Regions from separate parts of the Hordeum vulgare genome. Here region 2 is linked to region 1. A link is a contact called in public Hi-C data. All regions are on one chromosome and are shown on one strand. Each heading gives the region's core, a stretch centred on a gene start, on an enhancer-like site or on the middle of the called end of the contact. The rest is flanking DNA. Distances are from core to core; before and after follow the strand shown. Region 1 has its middle 59 kb from the start of LOC123398267. Region 2 has its middle 53 kb from the start of LOC123398273.

Region 1 (3,003 bases), core at 231-2,730:
ATTGGGGGAGGTTCGACCGAGTTCATTGTCACTTTCCTGATTCTTTTACTGACAAGAAAAAAGAAAAGCGAAGCTGTCGCCTCATGAGCGATAAAATAACTACACTAGCTGTGTTGCCGCTCTGCTATATTACTACTGTTTACATTTGCCTTTGTGATAGCTGAGGTAGATTGTACATTTTGCCTTTGTGATGGCCGAGGCAGATCGATGGAGCGCACGCCTTTGGTTTAGCTTTCCAGGACGCTTGACAAAAGGAGCGAAGCCAATGAGCGGGGTGAAGAGGAATATGGAATCCACACGTAGTATGGAGCCCGTGGGAAGGCGATAGGCTGGAGCCGCCGGCGGGTGCATGGCCGGCGCCGCGCCCATACCGTGGCGTGGACGTGACGAGCCCTACCGGCGGCACGGCGTCCAACAAAAGTTAACGACTAATTCTGCAGCCTGCCCTGCGACTGCAAAGCAAAGTGTGGCTGCTGGCCTGCTGCTGTACCTGGAATTTCAGGAATGAACGCAGGCAGGAGAGGCGCATGCCGCAGCGGGAGGAGATCCCGATAAAGCAAGTGAGGGGCGGCGAAAGAGACGGATCCCGGGCCTCCTTGTCGCGTCGTCTCGCCTCGCATGAACATACGTACACATTGCTCTTTTTCCTTTTGCATGTAACTGTATATATAAAGCTGCATCTGCATTGGCATGCAGCACGTGAAATCAGGCTCACGGTAAAAAGATCCGACTGATGCATGATGCATCATTCAAGTCGAAAGTAGCAACCAATGATGGAATCACATCAACTTTCCGTCACTTACGTATTTTTAGCGGAAGTAGCAGGGATACAAGATGGCCACAAAAACCAGAGAAATACCCTACAACTGACCATACTGTTATTTACTGTCCCTGCTACGTTACTCCAATCCGTTTAAGAATCACGCGAGTGGAGCAAAATCACGAGAGCGGTCTGACCAGTCAATGTTTGTATGCTTAGTACCCGCAAAAAAAAAAAAATGCTGGATATGACTAAACCGGAGTGATCGTACTGTTTTGGGTCCCGGCCAACAGTAAGAGGACAAAGCAGCGTTCCGTTTTGGTCGCCAAGACGTGAACATCGTGAATTGCACCTACGAGAGCGAGTTGGACACTGTTCTCAGTTCTCAAACCATCTGTGATGGCGCGGTCCATGACGCTGGACCATCCTTCTTCCGTGTCCTCAAATAAGGCCACGCGTATATGTATTCTCACATAGCCACATGCCCACATAGGTTTAAGAAATAGTACGATTTCGATACGTCTCAATCGATGATGGGAACCAGTACAGAAAGTTGAAGGGTTGATTTCCTTCCCCATAAAATTTTGGCCAAAATTTGAGTATAGAAATACGGAGGAAAATAGAAAATCTACAGAGGGCAAAAGCCTATCCACTCTGACACAAGCAACAACACACAACGGCAAGCCGGGAAGGGGATGCACTTATCTGAAGCAATGGGAAGCTTGCAACATGCCGGCCAGAGTGCCTATCTGCCGCCCTCTGCGGCAAACAACCGCCATCTCGCACTGGGCGTGCCCGACTGGGCTGACCCATTTTACCGCCCTTTCGCACAGGGTGTCACCGACTGGCCTGGCAAACCCCCGACGCGAGCGGAAGACCAGCGGAGCTCCTCACCAGCGCGGGATTCACTCGCCAGCGAACGCTCCTTCCTAAGCCTTTTATCCAGCACTCCCGCATGTCGTTACTTGGTGCGTTCTCTGTCGTCGCCATGTCTCGCGTTTTGGGTGTTTTCTCTGGATTTTGTTTTTTATTTCCCCCTGCACGCCTGTGCTACTAGGACGGCACAATATGTTTTTTTGCAGCGGCGAAGCCACGTTGAGAAAAGTGTAGTCAATTGACCACACAGCTTTTTGGTAAATCCTTTGTACACAAACAGATGTCATGTATTTATTTTTATAAATTTAGTTAAAAACACATGTATTTGATAGCATAGATTTAAAATACCATCGCAGGCTTTTGATCCTGGGACTGCCACTAGTTTTTGAACGGTTCTAGAACATTCCCTGAACTGTTTTTTTCATTCTTCAATATTTTCATTTATTCCTTTTCTTATTCATTTTGTTTTTCAATTTCCTTTTCTCCTTTTTTTTCTTTTCTCTTTACATTTTTAATCTCATTTCAATTTTAACTTTTTGGTTTTTTTTTCTTTTTCTTCTTGATTTTATCTTTATCCTTTCTGATTCTTTTCATATTTCCAAAAGTTTTTTGCGACCGCGCTAATTTTTTAAATCGCATTTAATCCATTAAACCATGGACATTATTAAAATTCATACATAATGTTGCAAGGTTTTATCAACTTTGTTTTATCAACTATGCACATTTTTCGGAAACTACCAAAGATGTTTTTTGATTTGTTGAACAGTTTTGATTCAACAAATATATTTTTCAATTGTTATTAGTTTTCACAATCAACAAACATTTTCTTTTTTGAAATGTCAGCGACATTTGTTGAATTCATGAGCATTGTTTTAATCAGCAACTGTTTTTGATTTGATGAAAAGTTTTTGAATCTATTAACAGTTATTTGAATATTAGAACATTCTTTGAATATATAAATATTTTTAGATCCCGTGAATTTTTATATGCATGAATAATTTGATTCAGCAAACTCTTTTTCAATCGATTTTTTAAAATAATTCACGGTCATTGTTTATTTTTCTCAACATTTCTTGAAAAAACATGAACCACTTTTATTCAATTCTTTTGTTTAAATTCTATTACATTTTTCAATACATGAACATTTCTTCAAAACTTATGAACATTTTTCGAAGTACAAAAGTTTTAAAATTTCTGGAGTTATATTCCAAAATCTAAAATTTGGGAACTTTGATGAAATACATAAATATTAAAAAAATATAAAAAAACAGGTTATAAAAAAATATAGAATAATGGGGGCGTACCGTCCGCTAATTGGCCGGGAGGGTGTCCGCGCTAGCTCCGGTCACTATGAAGCAACCTAGTGC
Region 2 (3,003 bases), core at 237-2,736, 150 kb before region 1:
AACATATAAACATGGAATCTACTCCCACCATTTCATAATTTAAGACTCTTTTTATACTAGTGTAGTGTTAAAAAAATCGTACATTATGGGACCGAGAGAGTAGTTTCAAAAAGATCTCGACTCAAGGAATCCAATGATAAAAACGTTCGAGATTAAAATGCACAATCTAAAAGATAATACGTTTTGAATAAACGGACCTGTGAACAAAAGAAAATTTTCATATTATGACGAGTGACGCACATGCTACTTGTCGCAATCTAAGGAAGTGGAAAGGGACATTTGCAAAAGGTGCTACTTAATTAGTAATTTCTAAAAAAAATCCTCATTTTTTAACCGCAAAAAAAAAAATCCTCGCTTCATGCAGTCCCCACCCCCATAATGGGTTGGTCCACCGATGAAGGGAGGGCAGCCTCCTTTTTTACGTTTCTTATTTGATTGCTTTTATTTACATTCCTGAAATGTATACATATTTTGTGCAAATGACAAAAAAGGATAGATGTTTGTTTACAAAAAAATGTTCATGCAATATGAAAAAATGTTAATAGCATTTTACAAATGTAGTTGTGACATTCCAAAAATGTTCACGCATACGGAAAAAATGTTCGGGACAATTCAGAAAAAATGTTTATAGAATGTAAACAAAATGTTTTCGTAAATCGAAAAATGTTGTTTTGTACTCCCTCCATCCCTAAATAAGTGTCACAAATTTAACACTAAACTAGTACAAAGTTTGTACTAGGTTAACGACACTTATTTTGGAACGGTGGGAGCATATGTCAGAAAAAATCACGTGAAATTTAGGAAAGAATCACTTGTTTCAAAAACATGTACATGATATTTTAAAAAACAACTTATAAAATGTAAAACACATAATTTCACGTAATATAGAAAAATGTGAAATGCCATTCAAAAGAATGTACATGACATTTTCATGAAATATTGACGCTTTTCGTAAAAATATTTATGACACATAAAATATTTTAATACATTGTAAAGGAAATTATGTAGTTTAAAAAACATGGGCGTGCAATTTTAAAGTAATTAAATTAGTTGAACAATGTTTAACATGAATTAAAAATGTTCAAAAAAATATTTAAAAGTATTTACATTATGCATTTGATCAGTGTTCAGCGTGTATTAAAAAAATCATGTATAGTAAAAATGTACATTGCGTATAGAGAAAAGTAGATATCTGTTGGTTATTTTTAAATTGAAACTAAAAGAAGAATGAGAAACCGAAGGAAAGCGGTGAAAAACAGGAAAATCGAAATCAGGAAAGTAACGAAGCAAAAAAAAAACAGAAAATTGGTAAGAAAAACAGAGGGAACAGACTCGAGCGAGAGGCGTAACAGTACTGAATCCGCCCACTCTCTTGTCCCTTACCGGATTACGTTTTGTAATTGGCGAGAAATAGCCCTGATTCCGAGCAGCCACACTATCGTTTTGTAGAAGAGTTGCTATGTATCGCTTCTAGCTACTAGCACGCACGCCTCATGCGAGACCACAGACTCGCTCCAAGTTCCAATGTACCAGGCCAGGCCCAGCCCGACGTCGAATGAAAGCGTTTATCTGTGCACGATAAATAAAGGTTTTTTCTGTTTATAATTTTGGAGACAAATATATATACATACGATATTAATTTACTTAGTTTCGAAAAAAGCATTTTTTTTGTTCATGTAAGTATTCACATCATTCAAGTAAATGTTGGCCACACTACAAAACTGTTCACACGTTGAAAAGAATTCCATGTTGCGTAGGTTTATATAAATGTTCATGATATTGAAGAAATGTTCGATATATATTTAAAATAATTTAAACGCATATTAAGAAAAATTAATGATGATATTGAAAAATATGTTCATAGCATATTTTTAAAGATGTTCATGCATTTAAAAAATGGTTAAACCATATAAAAAATGTTCATGACATTTGAAGCATGGTCAACATGAACTTTAGAAAACCATCGTGCATTAAAAAAATTGTGATTTTAAAAAAGAATTTTTTGTGTATGGAAAATATATTGTGTTAAAAAAGTATCATATGTTTTTCAAAAAAATCATTAGATCTTAAAAACAATGTATTTTAATAAACTATTTACCATATATTTAGAAAAATGATTGGCTTGTATTACAAAATTGTTCAACGTGTGTTTAAATAATGTTCATCATGTACTAAAGAATGTTCACCGTGCATATAAAACTGGTTCAATCTGGGCTCAACTTGTGTTCAGAAAAAATGTTCAGCGTGTATTGAAAAGTAATTAGCAACATGTATGTGATAATTTTTCAACCTATATTTCCTAGAATGTTCAAAGTGTCTTCTGAAAAAGTCCACATCTATTTGTAATATTAATAACTAAAACTCAAGGTAATATCAGCGGAAACTGAAAAGAAAACCAACACAAAACCGAAAGTCAACCGGAAGAAGCAACAAACAGAAGAAAGAAAAAAGGCGTTGAAAACCACTAGAAAAACACAAAGAACAAATAGCCACGTTGAAGGTTCTATAACCAGTTCATACTTGTCAACTGGATTAGCCCAATATGGAAACTGTTAAGGCGAGGCTAACTTGCATCTTGTAGTAGATGCCAGAAAGTTTTTTCTCACACGCATGGCTAACGTCGTGATCGTCACTTCGTAAGGCGAGCGTCTCATCTGCGTGGTGTAGGTCGGTCATTAGTACGTAAGATTGCTAGCACAGTTTGTTAGTTTCTTTTTCTACTTCTCATTTAATTCATTATTTTTCAGTAAGAATACAGTTCATTTTGTGCCCTTTTATATTCCATTAAGTTATATCATATCATAATTTTGTAATGAATTTGGAAAACGTTCCTGGCCTGAAAAATGTTGAAGGGTTCGAAAAATATTTATGAATTCTAAAAACATATGAAATTGAACAAAAAATTGTGATTTAGAGGAAGAGTTCACTTATTCAAAAATTGTTCATGAACTCACAAAATCTTCATAAGTTTTGAACAACGTTAGAGAAGAATTAAGAAAAAAA

Evidence for each region. A called contact is a pair of places that touch in the nucleus more often than the background predicts.
Region 2: a contact with region 1 is called in a Hi-C map of leaf, with 4 times the contacts expected there. The contact joins two enhancer-like sites. A contact is called at or near these places in 2 of 6 Hi-C or Micro-C datasets (leaf and seedling).

What each region holds. Positions count from the first base shown.
Region 1 is chr5H:522,771,603-522,774,605 of MorexV3_pseudomolecules_assembly, reverse strand. No RefSeq gene overlaps it. Among protein-coding and RNA genes, the nearest start is that of LOC123398267, 59 kb to the right of the region's middle. Within about 2 kb of position 1,480, at least 3 of the 3 cell types and tissues checked have open chromatin away from gene starts, as enhancers often do. A contact at or near this core is called in leaf, where this site is marked.
Region 2 is chr5H:522,919,549-522,922,551 of MorexV3_pseudomolecules_assembly, reverse strand. No RefSeq gene overlaps it. Among protein-coding and RNA genes, the nearest start is that of LOC123398273, 53 kb to the left of the region's middle. Within about 2 kb of position 1,486, at least 2 of the 3 cell types and tissues checked have open chromatin away from gene starts, as enhancers often do. A contact at or near this core is called in leaf, where this site is marked.